Regions from separate parts of the Sus scrofa genome. Here region 1 is linked to region 2. The links are chromatin contacts, called in public Hi-C maps. All regions are on one chromosome and are shown on one strand. The core of a region is the stretch at or near the end of the contact, and the rest is flanking DNA. Distances in the headings are between cores, read along the strand shown. Region 1 overlaps MACF1 (microtubule-actin cross-linking factor 1). Region 2 overlaps MACF1 (microtubule-actin cross-linking factor 1).

Region 1 (6,857 bases), core at 3,170-5,669, 110 kb after region 2:
AGCCTGAGTCAGCTAGAGGAGCAATTAAACATGCAGCTGCCAGCAACAAAAAATCATTTTAGTTGCAGGCCATAAGCCATCAGCTTTGCCACAGATCCTCTTGCTTAGCTGAGAGGTGATGGTGTTACCTTGGCGTCACCAATTATTTCGTAATGTAGCATCTCATCAAATTAGAATGCATTACCTTTCAGACTGATGGATTGGTTCTGTTTTCTGAGTTTTGCTGAATTTGGAATTGACACTGGGATCCCAGCAACCTGTCCAAAGTCACTGGTACTCCTGATTAGAATATTTCTAGTATAAAGCCTACAGCAATAACCAAAGAAACATAGGGATTACAGTATAAGGAGCCAGCCAAATCTGCCAGCCAAACATAGGGATTACATTATAAGGATCCCAGCAACCTGTCCAAAGTCACTGGTACTCTTGATTATGTAGAATATTTCTAGTATAAAGCCTACAGCAATAACCAAAGAAACATAGGGATTACATTATAAGGAGCCAGCCAAATAACCAAAGAAACATAGGGATTACATTATAAGGAGAATATATAAAGAAATTTTTAATATTAGACTCTGGAATCTGTGTTTCCCCATCTACAAAATGAGTAGATTGGGCTAGGTAATCTGAAGGGTCCTTTCAGCTAGAGGAGGTAGTAGTTTTATGAAATATCGCTTGATGTGAATGACAGGAGAGGGAAATAGCAGCCCCGCTGCAAGGTTGTCTGTCATCTTTGAAGTGTGGTTACTTTGTGGAATATCTGGAAGTCAGCAGAGGCCTACATTTGTGTATAGAGCCATAGCTCCTCCAGCCAGCACCATTAACCAGTAAGAACATAGAGTGCCTATTTTGAAAGTATTTATTGAAACAAAGCAGTACTATTATAGAGGTAACATGACTATACAGATTTTGTTAAATTGGTGAAATATTATTGAGAAAAAAATTTTCAAGATGAGAGATAGGTGGATTTAATTTCTTCCAAAAGTTTGTAGAGGCAGTTGAACCTGTTGTTTTTTTACACATAAACACTTAGAACTTGACAAGTGATCATACCAGGACAGTGATTTAGAATAAATGCTTCAGATCCTCTGTGTGTGTGTATATAAATGTACACATGTATATGTGTTTAAAGTAGATGTAAGCTTTCTAATAGCAATGACAAGAAGTTTCGGGAGAAAAATGCAAAACTTGTTTGCTATTTCTCTGGTGGGATCTTAAGCCGACTGAGAGTAATCTGTGATTATTTAAGCCCTCTTCTCATTTATAGACTTCCTTAGTCTTATTTCTAGTCCCAGGTTCAGTGGAAGAAAAACCCTTTTTTTATAAAGTATAAGTTCTATAAATTGCCAAGAAGCTCTTTTTAAGTAAAAGTTGGGAAGCTCCTCTTTTACTTAAGAAAGTGAAGAAAAAGAAAAAAAGCCCCACAGTCTCAGTTCAGTGTTTGAATACTCAGCTGATCAGCAGAACCTTCATGGATTTGTTTGCTTTCTCTAGCGCCATTTCTTTACAAGTTTTCATTAATTTACTGGATAAATATTTGTTATGTACCTACTCTGTGCCAGGTCTTAGGGCTTCTGCAGTGAATAGAATTGGCATGATTCCTGCCCTTGTGGAACTTATGCTATAGTGGGGGACACAAGCATTAAGTAAAAATGGCACAAATACATAGTTACAAATTGTGGCAGATACTATGCATAAAAAATAAAGGCTCTGATAAGAAACAGTAGGGGTATTTAATATCAATTGTGGTGTTAGGGAAAAGATTTTAAAACTACAACCTGAAGAGTCAGAAGGAAGAACATTTCAGACAAAGGAAATGGAAACTGGGAGGAGCTTGGCATGTTAGAACTAAAAGAAAACTAAGCGGCTAGACCACAGTGAGCAAGGGTTCCAGAAGAGTGCCATGTGTTAAACCTGGAGAGGTGGGAAGGGAACCTGCAGGGGCTGAGAAAGAAATCTTCAAAAGGATCTATACCTTAAAAACCATAAGAAGCTATTGAAAGATTTTAAGTAGCGGAATGAAATGATTTCATTTACGTTTTTAAAAGATGACACTCAGCTTAAGGATAGAGAAAATTCGTTCACACTGTCAGGAAACGGTCTCAACATTATTTGAGACTTATAAATCTCAGGTTTCTTCAGTCTTATATTTTAATAGTTTGTATTATAGTAATTGACATGGAATACAGAAAACAAGATAATGGTTTGCAATTAAAAAAAAAATCACACTGTCTACTATGTGTAGAATAGATTTTACGGGACCAAGGACAGAGTAGAGAAGCCTAGATTATTGCACTTGTCCCAGCGGCTTGGACCAGAGAGATGTTACTGGATTTGAAGACCATTGGATGGATCCAAGATATATTTTCCAGGTAGAATCAGTAAGACCTGATAATGGCTTTCATATTGGGTAAGAGGGAGGGGGAGTTATCAAGGATGGCTTCTAGGTTCTAGTATGCACGACTGAGTGGCTAGGTGTTGGAGGACGAAGGGAACGAAAAGTGCCTGAACTGAGAAGGCATCTTGAGACCAAAAAACGAGGCAAGCAGCTCCATATAATCAGTGGATCAGTTCATTATAGCATTATAGGGTAACTTACTCTCAGAGTGGGATGGGGATCAGGCAGACAATCCAGAAGCATTTGTAGCTGCATTCTGCACCACTGAGGGCCACCAGGACAGTTCTATAGTTTACCTGGGTGAAGGGATAGGTACTTGGAAATGGGACATGCATTCCTAAGTCAAGATTTATGAATGGGTAGCTGGTCTCATGGGCGCCAGGAATATACCTCAGCAAAGGTTTTCATCATTGTTTGGGGACTAACAGAGCATAGAGACTACCTGATCCTTATGATTATTAAACAATATCTATTAACTACAAAGCCCTTAATGACAGAGAAGTGATTTACTGTATTAGTACAGTCCTGGGTAGTGTCAGGGGAAGGACAAAAGGAACTGTAAGGGCACAAGATGGTGTCATTTATGCTTACAGCTATACAGTGGGTGCAGTAGTAACTTGTTTAGGAAAGAACAGATTTGCAGGGAAAGGAAATTAGGAGGTATACTGTTCAGTTTCGGAATGGTTAGATTCGAGATGCCTGTGACTTATTTGTTTGGCAATGTAAAGAAAGTAGCTAGGTATAGAGATTTGAAGTTTTAAAGTAGTAAGCATTTGCCATGGTAAATATTTAAAGCCATAGGAATGGATTGGATTCCTAGAAGAGAATGTAGCATAAGAAGGCATCCTAACCTACCCTTTTCTCTCTCCACAAAGACTAACATTTGGAGATCTAAGAAAGAGGAAGAGAGCAAAGGACATCAGAAACAGGATCAGCCAGGATAAAAACTGAGAATGTGGGATGACAAAGATAAAAGTGCTATAAGAAGTTTTGGGGGAAGTTTTCTGGTTTATGTCCCTGTTGCATCTTACAGCCTTGCAATAATTTTTACTAGTGTTCTGTTCTGGGAAATGTCTGCCAGCACTGGTTGGTTAATAACATGCATAGTCCCATCGAGATACTAAGGAGTAGGGATTTTAGTGTATCTGAAAGCACTGGTTTTGCAGAACAGCTTTATTTGGGAGTTGAGAGAAAGGAGCAAGTGTTTTCAAATTTACTTTCTGTTCGCTTGTGTTCAAAATAAATATCTAAGTAGTACTTAGTATTTGGAGGTGCTTTCAAATATTTTAAAATTCTGGGGGAAAATGGGACAAATACTCCTTCCCTGTCAACTTAATCTGCAGGGTGGATATGGGAAACAAAGGAATCTCTAATGCTTCTATGTGAAATGTTCATGAAGAGAGAAAATCCAAATTTTAAGAAAAAAAATAGCTGTTACATTTTTACTTTTCTGTGTCATTTACATTGATATCCAGTAGAGCTTCTTGCCAAAATGGAAATACCCTTTACCTGTGTTCCCCAAAACATTAGGCACTTGCCACCCATGGCTGTTGATTTCATGAAGTGTGGCTGGTGTGGTTGAGGAACTGAATTTCTCATTAATTTAAATAAACACATGTAGCTACTGGCTGCCATGTTGGACAATGCAGAAAAAAAATTAAATGTCAGTCATAGCATGAGATAGGATTTAATTTCTAGATTAAAGGGGGCTCTTTGGTGTGGACTTAACATCTGCCCTCTGTACCTTTGGCTTTCTGCTTTCTTGCCTTTCTAGCCCCTGCCCCACTGCCATCTTGTTGTACCCAGGCAGCTTAAACCATGGCAGTTGTTTTTCCTCCCTCTGATTTTTCTGCACTGGAAACGTCTTTAATACAAGATGGTATCATAGCCCTTGCTTTCTCTGGGAGCCATGTTGTTGGAGAAACAGTCATTTTTAGCTGAACTGCCTTGTAGTGTTGCCTAACAAAATATGGTGTAATCAAATTATAGTATAAAATGAAGCCCACTGGTAATTACCTTTATAACCTTCCCTTTTCCAGTGTTCCCTAGGGCCTTTCCTCCCTGGTGACTCACTTCTTCAGCCACAGACCATTCTTTCAGGAATCAGGTTTCCTAATCCTAGTGTGATCTGTGGTTTCACATAGGCCAAAATTAGTTTTACCCAAACTTATAATTTTCTTTCACATTTAGTTTTGCCCTCTTCCATTTTCTGTCATTCTTCAACTTTAATTGACTCACCTGTCTCACTGAAACTGAAGGAACTTTTTTGTGGAAGAAAAAAGGATGGAAATAGATCCAAACTAGTGGACTATGTCTGGTTTTATCTTCTGATAATTGAAAGAAATCTGATCTTAGGGACAAATATTTATTTCATTATTTTCTTTAAAATCATTAGAGTGACAAAATGTAATCTTCTCTTTTGATTCTGTTTCCTTTTAGAAATTTCTTAGTAATAATGGACCTTGACTGCAGTAAAAAGAAACATGCATATTGCTTGTTACACTTGTTTATGTTGTTTTAAAATTCCATTGTTTCATGGTGAACATGGAAATACAGTATCATTTTTTTTAATATTTTATGTATATCTACATCTTATTCAGAGTATGTATCTGAAGTTGTTAGGACATTCCCAGTATTACTGACCCATTTCCCTTTGTAATCAGAGGAATACTATTTCAAGATTATTGGCTGTGTGTGGTCTGTGGCCTTGGAATAGAATGGAGTTAAAATGGCCACGGGGGGATTAAGCTATGAGGCTGGTGTTCTTCACACCATTAATATGTTTTGGCTAATTGAGTTATTAGTCCTAGTGGCAGAAGAGCATTGCATGTATCAGTGGTCAGTTAAAGCTATTCCCAAGGGTATTTTTAATCTTAAGTACTAGTCATTTGGTGTCTCTCTCTTCCCTTTTAGGATTGATATGCATCACACTTACTTTCATGATGTCTTGAGGCTGATGCTTCTCTATTCTCTGTATGTGTTTGCATTAAAAATTAAGCAGATTAAAAAACAAGTAAGAACAAACCATGAGTCATTGGGTTAAATGCTTAAGTGGTCCCATAACTCTCTGAAATTACTTGTCTATAGAAGAATGTATTGAAATGTGAAACCACGTTTCCTCAAAACTTTCCTGTACAGATGGCTTGTTTTCGCTTGTTATTCCTGTCCCTCCTTTGTCAAATCATAGCTCTCCCAAGAGGAGTTCTTGCTGTGGTACAGTGGGTTAATGATCCCCCTTGTCTCTGTGGTGGTGCCGTTTCGATCCCTGGCCCAGAAACTTCCATATGCCGCAAGTGCGGCCAAAAAAGGGAAAAATAATAAATAAATCTCCCAAGAATAACCAGTCACAATGTGGCATAGAGGATCTCACTTCCTTTGATTAAATCTTCTCTGGCTTGCACTTATCTAGATGTTTCAGAAAGAACAGGTGGATCCTCTTCAGATGAAATTACAGCAGGTGAATGGACTCGGCCAGGGATTGGTTCAGAGTGCTGGAAAAAACTGTGATGTGCAGGGTTTGGAACATGACATGGAAGAAATCAACACTCGGTGGAACACACTGAATAAAAAGGTGAGTGTACTGGGAATGGAGGGGCATAGAAAAGAGACATCTAAATTTCAGGTTTCCCTGGCACCTGAATGCAAATAAAACTAGCAGTTGCAATGTGTAGTTAGGAAGAGGAGTGAGTATAGTCATTTAAAAGCTCTCTCCTTTCTCCTAATGAGCCTCTGTGTGTGTGATACAGGTTGCACAAAGAATTGCCCAACTGCAGGAGGCTTTGTTGCATTGTGGGAAGTTCCAAGATGCCTTGGAGCCATTGCTCAGCTGGTTGGCAGACACTGAGGAGCTCATAGCCAATCAGAAACCTCCATCTGCTGAGTATAAAGTGGTGAAAGCACAGATCCAAGAACAGAAGGTAAGTGAGAATGTTGGGGCAGTGAACTGTAACAGCCGTAGGGAATGGCAGACAGCAATTTGCTTATGGTTTCAGGAGCATATTCGAGGGTTTTAGGAGAATCCTAACCTACCTTGTGTCATCTGAAAAGAAAGTTGGAAATTGATTTTCATCTTCTTACTTGATAATCTTCTAGTTTACCATGGCACGTATTAGACTGAACCATTTTACTTGTTCATTTACCCTATTTCAGTGTTTGTCACAGCTTTATCTTAAGAGATTTTTTGTGTTTTGGGGGCCAGCAATATTCTAAATAATGTTTATCATGTATAAACTTCTATCTGTGTGTGTGTGTGTGTGTGTGTGTGTGTAGGTTTAATTTCCATTTTAATGCCTTTTTCTCCTGGTTCAAAGTAGGCTCCCTATTAGTCACATGATGACAGTCACTGCTCCATTTAAAAACGTTAGGAGTTCCCGTTGTGGTACAGTGGGTTAAGAATCCAACTGCAGCAGCTCGGGTCCTTGTGACGTTGCAGGTCCGATCCCTGGCTCTACACAGTGGG
Region 2 (6,516 bases), core at 2,341-4,840:
GGCAGTGACCCCTTGGCTCCCTTGGTCCTAGTGGGTGGGAGCGATGGGAGTTTCCCTTCTTATTCTCTCTTTCTCTCTCAGGATGCTGCTCACCTGGAATCAGGGCAACCAGTACAGTGTGAGTCAGATGTCATCATGTACATTCAGGAGTGCGAAGGTCTCATCAGACAGCTGCAGGTGGATCTCCAGATCCTGCGGGATGAGAATTATTACCAGCTGGAAGAGCTGGCTTTTAGGTGAGGAACGTGGGACTCCAACAGAGTGCTTGCCTGGTGCTGAGGCCCAAGGATCAAAAGTTGAGAACTGGGAGTTCCCTGGAGGCTCAGCAGGTTAAGAATCTGTCATTGTTACCTCTGTGGCTTAGGTTATAGCTGTGGTGTGGTTTCCATCCCTGGCCCATCTACATGCCACAGGTACAGCCAAAAAAGGAAAAAGAGTTGGGTATTGAATCTTGTGATATGGACATTAGAGGACCGTGTCTCAGTAGGATACTATATAGTAAAGCACCCTTTACTGTAGGCAGGAAAATTCTCATGGTAGAGGATAGTTTTAGGCAGGAGAATTCTCATGGTAAAGGATAGTTTTCCTTTATGGCAGGCCCTGCCCAATCAGCTCTTGTAGGACTCCCTAATCTTTGTAGCATCTTATACCCCCACAGATTTCAGGGGGGCCTGCAGTGGTGTGGCAGCACATCAGCTTTAGAATTGCTGGGGTGATTCAGTGCAATATTTCATACAGGAGGAAACCAACCCCCACAGAGGGGATGAGGATCTTTGTATGGAGCCAAGATGAAGAGCCACATCCTTGGACTTCTGTTCTATAGTTTATTCTGTTCTGTCGTCCAGGAGTTAGACAAACTGGGGTTGATTTACTTCCTTCCAATTAACACTGTAATTTAGCATTTGCCTCAAAGACGACTCTGAATGATGAAGATGTTAATAGCATTCACATAACACTTTTTCTTTCTCAGAACACTTTTCCTGATGTGATCTCATTTTTATTTTTACCTCTTCCTTGTCAAATAGATAGGGAAGATTTTACCTTAAAAAACCATGTTACAGATTTAATCTCTTCTTTTCAGGGTCATGCGTCTGCAGGATGAGCTGGTCACCTTGCGTCTGGAGTGCACAAACTTGTACCGGAAGGGCCACTTTACTTCACTTGAATTGGTTCCACCCTCTACTTTAACCACTACTCATCTGAAGGCAGAACCCCTGACCAAAGGAACCCATTCTTCTGCCTCCTGGTTCCGCAAGCCCATGACTCGGGCTGAACTTGTGTCTATTTCCTCCTCTGAAGATGAAGGCAATCTGCGATTTGTGTATGAACTGCTATCTTGGGTGGAAGAAATGCAGGTGGGTGTACCTTCTGGATGCTTGTGCAGCACACGGAGGTTTACTGGATCCAGCAGCTCATCTACGAGGACCCGTTGCTCTGTGCCCCTTGTATAGATTTCCCTAGTTATTGATGCTTCCTAGGACCCAAGCCCCCCTCTACTAAATTTTAAAAGGATTTGGATCAGATCAGAGCCTTGAAATCCCATACTAAATAGCATAGGCTTTTCTAATGTGAAGCCCTTCAGGAATCTCTTCCCTTCGGCTAATTGTGCTATAAGTGGGAGCTAGTGGGAGAAGTTGCAGAATCTATAAATCTCGGTCATCCTTCCTGAAGTGTCCTCCTGAAGTGGCAGAGGAGCTCCTACTTCACTGCTGTTTTTGTCTTTGCTCTTAAGTGTAAGACCAAGCCTGCTGTGCATCAGAATTCTAAGGGGCACCATTTACATGTGTCTGGGATAATGGTTCAAGTTCAATATTGTCCTCTTATCCTTCTAACCCTTTTGTATTAAATTCTTCCCAACTCCTGATAATCAGATTCCCCTGTACCAATAAATAAAGCCGTTCAAAGACAAGTTAACTGTTTTATGATTATCCTCCATTGACGAATAGTTGATGGCATGAATGAAGCATAGTATCTACAGATACGTATTTCTCATCTCCATTCTGATTATGAAATGCAGAGATCCCATGATGGGAAATGCCTCAACTACAAAGTTAAGCATTGCAGCCTGTGGGCACACCTTTCTGGTTGGTAAATTCAAGGATGTGTTCCCATGATGCAGCAACAAAAGACCACTCTTGCTTCTATAGTGGCTGAGGTTTTGTCTCCAGCTCCTTGGGGGTGGTTATGGCCTGCTTTCCTGTAAGAGCCCAAAGTGGAGATGGTTTAGATGTCCTTTTTTCCTCAACCCCCATCCCTAGCCCCCTTGTCCAAACATTGATTCTGACAGTTTTCTTCTTCTGACAACTTAGCAATAAATTATATTTGTATTTTTCTTTTTTTAGATGAAATTGGAACGAGCAGAGTGGGGCAATGACCTGCCTAGTGTGGAGCTTCAGCTGGAAACACAGCAGCACATCCATGCCAGTGTGGAAGAACTGGGCTCGAGTGTCAAAGAGGCCAGGCTCTATGAGGTGTGGGGCATTCAGACTCCATAATGGGGGGTGGGGTGGGTGCACGATGAGGCCATGCATGGTGTACCTGTCCCTCAGGGAAAGGGGGCTACCCATGAGCCACACTTGACCTTAAATCCCCTTTTCACATGAAGTGTCTCTTACTCTTTGAAATAACTTTGTGAGAAAGGTGTCTTTTTTGTTTGTTTGTTTGTTTGTTTTGTTGCTTTTTAGGGCCGCACCCGCAGCATATGGAACTTCCCAGGCTAGGGGTCAAATTGGAGCTGCAGCCGCCAGCCTATACCACAGCCACAGCAATGTGGGATCCAAGCCACGTCTGCAACCTTACACCATAGCTCACAGCAATGCCAGATCCTTAACCCACTGAGCCAGGCCAGGGGTTGAACCCACATCCTCATGGATGCTAGTTGGGTTCATTAACCACTGAGCCAAGATGGGAACTCCAGAAAGGTTTTTTTTTATTAGCCCCTTTTTATTAAAAAAGAATAGTGATACTGAAAGCTAAGGTCAAAATTAGTAAGTCATGAATGCAGTTTCCAAACTCAGGCCCTCTGCTCCAGAAGTTCATGCTTTTTCCACTTCACTATCTTCTTGCAATAGAGAGCTGGTAAGAGAAACTAAACAGTCTCTCCTCTTCCTCACTCAAAATTTTGACCTTCCTCTCCAAAAACCAATTGATTAGGAGTTCCTGTTGTGGCTTAGAGGTAACAAACCCGACTAGATGTGAGTTCGATCCCTGGCCCTGCTCAGTGGGTTAAGGATCCAGCATTGCTGTGAGCTATGGTGTAGGTCACAGACTTGGCTCGAATCTAGCATTGCTGTGGCTGTGGCGTGGGCCGGCAGCTGCAGCTCTAATTCAACCCCTAGCCTGGGAACTTCTATATGCTGCAAGTGTGCCCCTAAAGAGCGAAAAGAAAAAGAAAAAAAAAAAAAAAAAAAGTCAACTGAATACTTTGAGGTCTGGGTTTTGCTTGGAAACCTCCCGGAATTTCTGGAAACACAGGACCAGGAGGTCTGTCAAGTGTGCTTGCCCTGCTAAACTGTTCCTCACTCAGTGTTGCTCTGAGCTATGAAATCTCACCCGGAAGTGTGCTGGTCAAGTGTTTTGTTTTCTCAGAGTAACCAATCTTTATCTCTGTGCAGACATAACATTTACATAGCTGAAATCATACCATAGATGTAGTTTACTTACTCTGTCTCTAATATATTTTTAATTCATTCCTTTCTTATCAGGGAAAAATGTCCCAAAATTTCCATACCAGTTATGTTGAAACTCTTGGAAAGTTGGAGACACAGTATTGTAAATTGAAGGTGAGTTTTGACTGTCTTTTGTTCTGTTCATGGAGAACCTGGATCCCTAATTCAGGAAGTTCTTGGTTTGGCCCTGTTTTGGTTTTCTGTCTGATAGATTATATTGTTTACTGTGCAGTTGTTCATATGTATTATAATATTTTCTCAATTCTCTTAATGGATCAGAAACCACTGCCCCAGAAAGTTTGAAGTAAGTTGAGCTTATCCTCATTATCACACTTCACCTAAGCAGTGGCTCTCGTGTCCGCCAAGACATTAACACTGAAAGCTTGAGGTTGACAGGGAGGGGACTCCTGTCTTTCAAGACTGACCAGAACAGGACAGGCCCAGGGTCATTCTTTATCTAGGGAGCACCACAAAGGCCTGGCGAGTTCTCACTTCTAGCGAGGATTGACAGGGGCTCTCTGGGAGCCCTATACCTAACTTGTACTAAATTTAAGTCTGCGGAGAAGCACCCAGGGATTAAGAAGCAAGGCTAAATTTATTTCCTCAGCTATTCTTTGCTTTGATGTCAAATGTGCCATCTTCTCCAGATGAAAGGCTGGCAGCCTAACCTTGTTAATCCTCCCTTTGTCTAGGAAACTTCTAGCTTCCGGATGAGCACCTTCAGAGCCTGCATAAATTTGTCTCTAGAGCTACAGCTGAGTTGATCTGGTTGAATGAGAAGGAGGAAGAAGAACTAGCATATGACTGGAGTGACAACAATCCCAATATCCCAGCCAAGAAAAATTACTTCTCTGTGAGTCGAGCATGACAGACCTGTCCTATTTTGTAATAGCAGCAGAAGGAGCTGAGGGGCTGGTCTGCTGAGAGCTTGGGTTTCTGGATTTGTGTTTTGCTAGATGGAAATAGGGACCCTGCTTAACGCATCTGTTGATGTGAGAAGTGTGCATGGAGAGAGGGGAAATTAAGCTCTAGAATGAATTTATTTAGAATGCCTTTAGAAAGGCAGTATTGTGGGTGAAGAGAGCAGCACTCTGAAAAGTGAATCATTTCAGAGGCGATGTAACTTTGTGGTCAAGATTATAGGCTTTGGAATGAGGTAGATCTAACATCAAATTCTTATTCCTCCACTTATTAGCTCCGTGACCTTGGTAAGTCATCTAATCTCCCTAAACCTCTGTAAAATGGAATAATAGACCACTTCAAAGCGTTGTGTAAAAGGCTAAGATTTAGTAAGTGAATATAGCAAGGCATGTAGTATAGGACTTAATATTGTTTAACTGAGGTATATTCTCAGCTTCTCACAAATTCCGAATTCTCTTTAACTTATTCAGTAATGTTTGGGTGTTCCTGTCGTGGCGCAGTGGAAATGAATCCAAGTAGAAACCATGAGGTTGCAGGTTCGATCTCTGGCCTCACTCAGTGGGTTAAGGATCTGACGTGGCTGTGGCTGTGGTGTGGGCCAGTGGCTACAGCTCTGATTAGACCTCTAGCCTGGGAACCTCCATATGCTGCGATTGTGGCCCTAAAAAGACAAAATAATAATGATAATAATAATAATAATAATGTTTTGGCCTCAATCTCTTGGTTTGTAAAATGGAAGGAAAATTCAGCATTGGACAATGGGACAATGCTTTTTATTCTTTTCAATGAAAATATGTATATATATATAAGTAGGATTTTTTTTTTTTTTTGCTGTTTTTAGTATTTCCATATCGCAGACTCCCAGGCTAGGGGTTGAATTAGAGCTACAGCTTCTGGCCTATGCCACAGCCACAGAAACACCAGATCTGAGCCTCATCTGTGACTTACACCACAGCCCATGGCTCCTTAACCCACTGAGCAAGGCCAGGGATCAAACCTGCGTCCTCATAGATACTAGTCAGATTCATTTCCTCTGAGCCACGAAGGGAACTCCTAGGAAGATGTTTAATAATGTTTACTTCATTAGACAGTGGTGTATGATTCTTCTGAAGTAAATAAGAAAGATACTATAATACAATAAATAGTTTGTATGAGAACAGAAATTAGACTGTTATAAAGAAAGTGCTCAGAGGGAGTTCCTGTCATGGCACACCAGAAATAAATCCAACTAGTATCCATGAGGATGCAGGTTTGATCTCTGGCATTGATCGCTCAGTGGGTTGGGGATCTGAGTTGCGATGAGCTGTGGTGTAGGTCACAGACGTGGCTCAGATCCAGCATTGCTGTGGCTGTGGCGTGGGCCAGCAGAGTAGTCCCAATTCGACCCTTATCTTGGGAACTTCCATAGACTGCAGGTGCGGCCCAAAAAACAAACCAAAAAAGAAAGTGCTTAGAGAGGAATCAAGTGCTCAAGAAGGGATCGAATCTAGTCGTGAGGATCAGTAGCCAGCTGCACAGAAGGGCTGACATCTAAACCGAGGGCCCTACAGTGTTAACAGAAAGGAGGGCCAGAGGAGGGCACTACAGGCTGAGGGGGTAGTCTGAGCAAGCCAGCCAGTCAGATATGTGGTTCAAGTGCTGAGTTCGGTGGGTGCTACTGTGAATGGCCCACTCCAGGCACGCTCCCTCCTTCCTTTCCTTCAGTCTCATCCCGTGTTCTTCCTCTTGCTCAGGTCCCCTATCCTTTGTGAATCTTTCACCAGCAATTTCAGCATTTTGCTCTTCTCTGAAATCTTCTGGCATGTCTGTCTGTGCAGCTCATATTGGCACTAACCCTGGGTTGCGGGCTCCTTCAGAGTAGAGCGAGGAACACAGCTTTTTCTTCGTTGCTACTCCTCCCTTTATAGCACCTGTTGGATAAAACTGA

Evidence for each region. A called contact is a pair of places that touch in the nucleus more often than the background predicts.
Region 1: a contact with region 2 is called in a Hi-C map of embryonic fibroblasts, with 1.9 times the contacts expected there. The contact joins two enhancer-like sites. A contact is called at or near these places in 3 of 47 Hi-C or Micro-C datasets (embryonic fibroblasts, epiblast stem cells and mesenchymal stem cells) and 1 of 2 datasets of contacts at active chromatin or transcription factors (skeletal muscle).

The regions. Positions count from the first base shown.
Region 1 is chr6:95,254,697-95,261,553 of Sscrofa11.1, forward strand. It overlaps MACF1 (microtubule-actin cross-linking factor 1), which reads left to right. Exons shown (of 96, transcript XM_021095983.1): 55 at 5,808-5,969; 56 at 6,145-6,315. Among named protein-coding and RNA genes, the nearest start is that of KIAA0754, 10 kb to the left of the region's middle. Within about 2 kb of position 4,420, at least 2 of the 83 cell types and tissues checked have an H3K27ac peak or open chromatin away from gene starts, as enhancers often do. A contact at or near this core is called in embryonic fibroblasts, where this site is marked.
Region 2 is chr6:95,146,476-95,152,991 of Sscrofa11.1, forward strand. MACF1 (microtubule-actin cross-linking factor 1) reads left to right here. Exons shown (of 96, transcript XM_021095983.1): 14 at 82-236; 15 at 1,082-1,355; 16 at 2,343-2,471; 17 at 3,705-3,782; 18 at 4,361-4,379; 19 at 4,382-4,521. Among named protein-coding and RNA genes, the nearest start is that of KIAA0754, 98 kb to the right of the region's middle. Within about 2 kb of position 3,591, at least 5 of the 83 cell types and tissues checked have an H3K27ac peak or open chromatin away from gene starts, as enhancers often do. A contact at or near this core is called in embryonic fibroblasts, where this site is marked.